Linked DNA regions of Mus musculus: region 2 is linked to region 1. A link is a contact called in public promoter capture Hi-C data. All regions are on one chromosome and are shown on one strand. The core of a region is the stretch at or near the end of the contact, and the rest is flanking DNA. Distances in the headings are between cores, read along the strand shown. Region 1 holds the start of Idh3a (isocitrate dehydrogenase 3 (NAD+) alpha). Region 2 holds the start of Chrna5 (cholinergic receptor, nicotinic, alpha polypeptide 5).

The links. Promoter capture Hi-C pulls out the DNA fragments that hold promoters and counts their contacts.
Region 2: a promoter capture Hi-C map of liver shows a contact between it and region 1, with 2.1 times the contacts expected there. The contact joins the promoter of Chrna5 here to the promoter of Idh3a in region 1.

Annotation. Positions count from the first base shown.
Region 1 is chr9:54,584,332-54,588,118 of GRCm38.p6, forward strand. Idh3a (isocitrate dehydrogenase 3 (NAD+) alpha) reads left to right here and starts at 2,180. Exons shown (of 11, transcript NM_029573.2): 1 at 2,180-2,212. The coding sequence starts at 2,186.
Region 2 is chr9:54,979,974-54,983,907 of GRCm38.p6, forward strand. It overlaps Chrna5 (cholinergic receptor, nicotinic, alpha polypeptide 5), which reads left to right and starts at 1,515. Exons shown (of 6, transcript NM_001373901.1): 1 at 1,515-1,748. The coding sequence starts at 1,643.

The sequences.
Region 1 (3,787 bases), core at 930-3,429:
CTATTCTGTCAAATCTTTCTCTGACTCAGCACTTTGCCACTCAGTAGACATCACTTTCTTTTTTTTTTTTAAAGATTTATTTATTATTATATGTAAGTACACTGAAGCTGTCTTCAGACACACCAGAAGAGGGAGTCAGATCTTGTTGGGGATGGTTGTGAGCCACCATGTGGTTGCTGGGATTTGAACTCTGGACCTTCGGAAGAGCAGTCGGGTGCTCTTACCCACTGAGCCATCTCACCAGCCCCAGACATCACTTTCAATCATGGGTGTTTCCTTCTGCAAACTAACTTCATCTTCATTCATTATTTGGAATTAAAGGAAGTAATAAGTCATTTCTGTATTCCAGCTTGAGGGATTAATGGTGTGTGCTAAGGCTGAGCCACACCACAACTAGAAAATGGTTTTCCAAGTAAACAACACAGTCTTAGAGTTCACAGTGTGATCAAATATCCTGCAACAAAGTTTCTTTGTGTAGCCCTGGCTGTCCTGAAACTAGCTTTGTAGGCCAGGTTGGTCTCTAACTCAGATCCAACTGCCTCTGCCTCCTGAGAGATAGGATTAAAGGCATGGGCCATCACTGCCAGTCTGCAAACTCTGATTTGTCCTCAACATGGTTTTTGTTTTTGTTTACCACGTTGAAACATAGAAACTGGGGTAATCTAAACCTGTGTTTCCTGGCCTTAGTTACTTATATTTGGTCAGACTAAACCCCCTCTTACTCTTTTTGAAGTAAGAGTTATAGTGTGTAAATGGAGAATGTGAGTGTGGTGTGTGTGTGTGGGGGGGAGAGAGAGAGAGAGAGAGAGAGAGAGAGAGAGAGAGAGAGAGAGAGAGGGAGGGAGAGAGAGAGAGAGCGCTTGAGTGCTTGAGTGCTTCATGGCTTCATGGTAGGTATCCTTACCTTAGCTTTTGAGACAGGTCTCCCACTCACTAAACAACCTGGGGCTCATCATATCAGCTAGGCTGTCTGGCAATGGCAGCAGGATTCACCTAGCTCTGGATTTTCATTGCTGGGGTTATAGATGCTCACTCTTTCCTGACTCTTTACATGGGTACTGGGTATTGAATTCAGGTCCTCATGCTTTTGAAACAAGCACCTAACCCACTGGGCCATCTCCCCAGCCCAAGAGCTGTGTTTTCTGAATTTATTTTATGAAAACACTTACATTTGCTAAAAACTTCAGATTGTACATTTACATCAAGTACTTTTTAAAAGATTTGTCTATTTTATGTATATGAGTGTTTTGTCTGCATGTAGGTGCCTGTGCCATATTGGTATCTGGTGCCCTGTGAGGCCTGAAGAAGGTACTGGATCCTCTACATCTGGAGTTACAGACATTTGTGAGCCATCATGAGGGTGCTGGGAACTGAATCCGGGTCCTCTGCAGACTAATAAATGCTTTTTATTCAGTAAAGCTATTAAAAAAAAATAAAAATTAGCCAGATGATGGTGGAACACGCCTTTAATCCCAGAACTCGGGAGGCAGAGGCCAGATCTCTGTAGGTTTGAGGCCAGCCTGGTCTAGCGAGTGAGTTTCAGGGTAGCTGAGGCTATGCAGAAGAACCCTGTCTCAAAAAACAAAACAAAAAAATGAAAATTTAAAAAAAAATGTAAGAATCAAGTTAGGCGAGGTGGTGCATGCCTACAGTCCCTGTACCTGGGAGATAGAGGCAAGAAAAGAGGAACCCCTGGCAGTCCGGGGTTCAAACCCAGCCTCAGCTACATAATCAGTTTGAAGCTCCATGATACTGTCTTAAGAAATGAAACAAAACAAAACAATGTTTGAAAATAAGCAAGATATTTGTCCCAGTGGGACCGCAAAGTTTTAAGGGGCGCACAATCCCCCAAATAAAGAAGGCTGATTGGTCCCCTAATAGGTCGGAAACAAAAAACTCATCCAAACAGCTTTTCAATGAATGAAGCGGGAGGAAGGGGAGGAGGCTTCCGGGTCGCAGCTGGGCCCGCTCCGCGCGTCATCAAAAGATGAAGGCGGTGATTGGTCAGCTAGCGGCAGCTGTGCAGCGGGGTCCGGAGCGGGGCGGTGAGCGATCGAGAGACCCGAGCTAGGGGCGGGGCCACACGGAGCCTCGGGGCGGGGCCGTGAGGGGCGGGCTTGGGAAGAGGGCTATGCGCATGCGCCCTGGTGTTGCCGCTGTCGCCGCGGTGAGGGAAGTGGACGCGATGGCCGGGTCCGCGTGGGTGTCCAAGGTGAGCGCTACAGGGCAGCAAGCTCGAGGGCGAGCAGGGAGAGTAGGCTGTGATCCCGCCTGATGGATGGCGGAGGCGAGCGCGCGGAGGCGGCTCATGGCCCGCGGGCAGTGTTTCGGGGAATGTGGCCGGCACGCCGTGCGTGGCTAGCCCTGAGCCGGGACAGCCGCGCCGGGCGGGGACGGCGTCAAGGTCAAGGCGGCCAGTACTGCTCCGGGTGTCCCCACCAGTGTCCTCCAGGATAGGTGCACAGGCCTCCCCCGGAGCCCTTGAGGGTCACAGACAGGCCACCTAGGCCCCGCGGCCCTGTCACCTGCGGGTCTCCGGGCAGCATGCCCAGGTCGCCCCTCCCTGATCCCTCAGCCTTTGACCGGGTAAACGCTGGGCGCAAGAGGGTTTTCGAGGTGAGGGAATCCCGGGCCGTTAGGCCAGCCAGATTTTTCTCTCTCTTGGAACTCTTCCTAGTCTGATGCCTGGTGCCCTGGTAGGTATTCCTCCTTCAGAGGACGCAGGGCATCGTGCTCCTTGGAGTTATACTCTGAACGTTCAGGGAGATCGCATCATCGTCCTTTCACCTTCAGTTGTTGGGACCCAGCGATCTGGGACTCTCTAGTTCTCCCTGATAGTTCAGGTACTAGAGCTGGAAGGCGCTTCAGGTTACATATGCAGTCTTTTCGTTTCCTGGTGGAGCTGACCTGCCCTCGAAGACAAATTTGCTCAAGGTCATACAGGAGGTCATTGTCATCTTTGAGAGAAACCCGAGGTATTTTGATTTTCTGTCTCTCCGGTGGCCAAGGTCACTTAGCTAATTATGGATATAGTACTGACCAGGCCGTAGGTCATCTGATGCCGTCGTGGGTGGCTCTCTAGAAGTCTGCTATAAGCAATGCAGATTTTTAAATGAAATTTGTATTGCCCTTCTCCTTTAAAGAGAGGTTTGGAGATGCACTATTGTTTATTAATAATTCAATTTAGGGGTTCTTAATTTTAAATCCTGACAAAGCCATTGGCCAATTGTGTATCCTCTGCAAACTATTTAACATCTGCGAACCCACCTGTAAGATACATGTGCTTGTGTCACAGGTATTTCTGCATGAAAGCACCTATTCCATGTAGAAGGACATGAAAGCCTGAAGCTTTCCTAGCTATCGATGTATCTGTCTTGGCAGTGATCAAGCAGACAGTGATTCTGGGACATCAGTAACTAGGCTTTTTTGTTTGGTGACTAGAATCTACGTTGTCACTATGTTCAGACCCACTTTTGCTTGAGATGCTGTTAGGTCACATTTGGTTTTAAAGGTGTAGCAACAAGTCAGTCCTTTAATGTCTGGGCTTACACACTCTACCTGATTCATGTTGCTAGGTGTAGTCAGCCTTGGGGGACTAAATAAGGCTAAGTAGTAAAGAGCGTCCTGGAAAATTGCTTTTTCCTTTAGCCCTGTAAGAAATCCACAAGAGTTCAGAACTTATTGGCCATAGGGTCAGAAGATGCTCCCCTGGGACTTGATTGCCTGTGTGACCTTTGGCAGAGTGGCCCAGGCTTTGGTTCAGTCTCTCTCAAGGGATTAGGGCTTA
Region 2 (3,934 bases), core at 265-2,764, 390 kb after region 1:
GGGACGGACACACAGCTGGCAAATGTGAAAGATTAGCACATTATCCTAGAGGGGAAAGCATCCAAGAGGGACGCATTGTGTACTGAGATGATTTACCTGGGTTGGAAAGTGCCCAAGACATCCCAGGCCACGCCTTTGGCTTAACTGGCAATGGTGTTGCAGAGATGATGTAGGTAACTGTCCTCTTGTGACTGTAGATTAACACTCCGGAGCAGTCCAAGTTCTAATTATGCTCACGGTGGCTGAGCTAACAACCATTAACCCAGCTTTACCACTGACAGGTATTGTGATCTTCAGTAATTATTCAACTCCACTCTCCACGTTCCTTAGCTGTGAAAGTAGAGCAACACTCTAAAGTCACCCAAACACTGGCAAGAACAAATGGTATAAGTAGCTGTAAGTCCTATAAATTCTTCAAAGTATATATTTGCTGTGTAGGGGGTTAGGCACTGTCTCACTCTTGTGCAGAGGTGTAATTAACAACTGGCATTGTGAACACCATACACATCTTTTATTCTCTGGTTCTTTCATTTGCCTGCTTAAATACACTCGCTCATTTGGACATTGTTTCCATTTCCCTGGGTATACTTGGACCCAGGGGGAAAAGGTCTTAAATGACTTTTGCCTTTAAGATTCTTTGCAACCCGGTCTCACTTAAACAGATTTATGCAGTCTGAAGGTTGGAGTGAGATTTCTGCCTATAATGAATTGTAGAGGTGCCAACTCCATAATTTTCTGTGAAAAATCTGGCATGCTCTGCCACTGAAGTTTAAAGATAATTTGCCTGAATCTCTTCAACCAAATGAAGCGTTCTAATCAATTATGAGCAGAGGCAATGAGATACAGTGTAGAGTCTACAGGGATTTGTGACGCAGTCAGCATCGATCTCCATCAAAGTTGTAAGGGAGCAGTGGCAGTCGAAGGCACTAATATTTACAATGCCAAGTGATGACCGCACAGGCAGCATGGCCTACTCTGGAAGCAATTGCCTATCATTTTCGCGGATGACTTGAATGAATGTCAGAGCTGTCAGTCACAGTTGTCCTTCAGAGTCCTCCAGTTTATCCATCTCATTTACAAGGAAGAGAAAATAGACGCACAAAGGAAGAGTGATTTGAACAAGATGCAGATCTCGAATGCAGGTCTTCTGATATGGATCACTTAGTATCTACAGCAGGGGCATGAAAGTCCACAGCAGGGAGGCAGTCTTGTTGGCTCACTCGGGGATCCAGAGTTTACAGTTCCAAAGGAAACAAAACCGCACCAAAACAGAGGTCAGGACAGTCTTCGCACCTGTCACAATTCTTGCGGAAGGCTGAGAAGGGGGGTGACAAGGTAGCACCAGGTGTGGGAAAGGCGGAGCTACGAGTTGATGAAGCTGGACCCGGGGCGGAGCCTAGAAGGACAGGGTGTGGGCTCTGGGGGCGGGGCTGCGGGCCATAGGGGCGGGGCTAAGCGCCGCGGCTCCGCCCTCGAGCTCCGCGGGCCTTCCACCGAGTGGTAAGGTGGGCTTCGTGCAGAAGCTGAAGAGCGAGCGGCGAGCGGCTTCCGAGAAACGAGCGGATTTCGGCGGCAGCTCTTGTGCTCCGTCCCTCAGGGCCCGGAGTAATCCGCGAGGCAGCCGTCGGCGGGCGGACGGGCGATGGCGGCGCGGGGGTCGCGGCGGCGCGCGCTGCGCCTGCTCTTGATGGTGCAGCTGCTGGCGGGGCGCTGGCGGCCGGCCGGGGCGGCGCGGGGCGCGCGGGGAGGTGAGCCGGGGCGGGGCTGAGGGTCGCGGGGCCCCGCAGCAGGGCTCCGCTCCCTTTCCCTTTCTTCTGAAAATTCGGGATGAGGTTCCAGGTTAGCACCCAAAAGCAAAGAAAAGGCCGGTTTTGGCGTTCGGTGGCTGTCACCGTTGGGCGGCTGGTGTAGGGCGTGCCTCGGTACAACTTTCCAAGAGCGTGCTGCTGTCATCGGGCTTCCCACTTGGTGGCTGGTTCTCGGTGTGGAGACTTTGGGCTTAATGTTCGCCTTTGAGACTTTATAGTTTACCCTCTTCTCCCTCACTCCTGGCAGCATCTTGGCCAGAAGAAGCAAACGTTTGCAGAAGAAACGTTTGCTAGGCAGTTCACATGCCCAGACTTCGGGACTCAAGGATTGTATCTGGGTTCCTCGCTCTTTTGGAACAGGGCTCGCGCGTACCACCCTCCCAGCTCGACCCTCCACGTTCTCCCGCGCCCCATCTCCCTCCCCTGGTTAGCGTTTCAGATGTTGTGGGTTGGGATAGAAACAAACAAAACAACCTAGCTAGTACTTTGAATTTACAGTGCTTTAGCATATTTTAGTCCGCCCTTTTAAGAACTTTGGAAAAAAATACTACCGTTTCTGGAGCACCTGTGGTGTGTCCTATATTAGAGAAGGTGCGGCTCCTTTAAGTGGAGGGTCGCTGCACTCAAAGCTCAGTTTTATTGAGATGAGGAAATCTGGCAGACCTTTCTTTCCTTAAGGTTCTTAAATTGTGAGTCCTGGTTTTCTTTAGGAAGTGGTAACTTCGCAGGCTAGGATTCCCGATTACAGGACCGGTCTACTGAAGAGATGAAATCTTTGCAGAGTGTAAACAGTTTAGAGAAGGAAAGGGGTGCCCTTGTCTTAATTTATGTCCCCAGTGTGTCTTGTCTTAAGACAGAATTCTCTCCACTGCGTTCTTCCGTTGAACCAGGAGGACAACACTGCTTGCTTTTCTCATCCGTTTTCAGGATTGATTGGTGCATATAAAACGCCAGGCAGTGCCTGACAGCCTAGAAAATGGTATCCCTGCCACTCTTGATGGAGCTGGGAATTTTGAAAAGGTTTCTCTGTTTTAAGATAAATCATTGTTGCTGATTCTTCAATGGTGTAAACTGCTAACTCTTGTGAGGCTTGGTGTTTTAACCAGACTTGATGACCTACTCCTTTCTTTTCCCACTCGGTGAGACTTCTTTAATACTAAGCATCTTTATACTAGTTTCCCCCCCCCCCCATGCGAGCTCCTTAAGATCCGATTCCTTTGTGTGTGGGTATGCGCATGTGCTGGTAGAGGAGAGATCAGCCTTGGATATTGTTCCTGGGGGTGGGGGAGCTGTCCAATTTGGTTGTTTTGTTTGTTTGTTGTTGTTTGTGACAGTCTTTCACTGTGACCTGGGGCTCGTGGTTAGGATAGGCCAGTTGACAATCCTGCTGAATTCCATGGATCTGCCTGTCTCTGCCTTCCTAGTGTTGGGATTACTAGGGCCTCCTTGCCAGGCCTTTTACATTTTGCTGTGGGTTAAACCTAGGTCCTTGTGCTGTGCAGCAAACACTCGACAAGCTGAGCCATCTCCCAACCCTCAAGACCTGCTCTGCTTTTCCGTTTATCTTGGTATCCTTAATACCTGGTTTATTATAGGAGACTAGTGGATGTTTATAAATGAGTGGATGGAATAATAATAATGGATATTTTCTCACATGTAAGAAAAGGCCATTACATATTCCCCTCTACAGCTCTAAACTTCTTAAGTTCTGTGCATTCTAAATGAGTGCCTTGAAGAAGACACTGATACAGAGTGATATTGTTGCGCATTTGCAAATAAATGTTAATATGCTTTTGTGTTCTACTACCTCTGAATTCTCAGTGGCTGTCTGTATGGAGTTAAGAGACCTAGGAACTGGCTGTGGGTTATTTATTTATTTATTTATTTATTTGGCTTATTCAACTTTGCTGACTCCTTATCTCTCCCTCTTTTAGATGATAGAGTGGAGGTGGATGTTTTTCAGAGAATTGATTTTATATTTATGTTTTATTGTTCTCATATTCATCTTAGGTTCTCATCATAACTCTTACGGTTTCCTATGAGCCAATTCCCAGACAAAAGAATTCTCGTCTCATCAGCCAGCAGCCATCCATACCTGTTTGGCTGAGTGAAGGTCACAGAGCTGT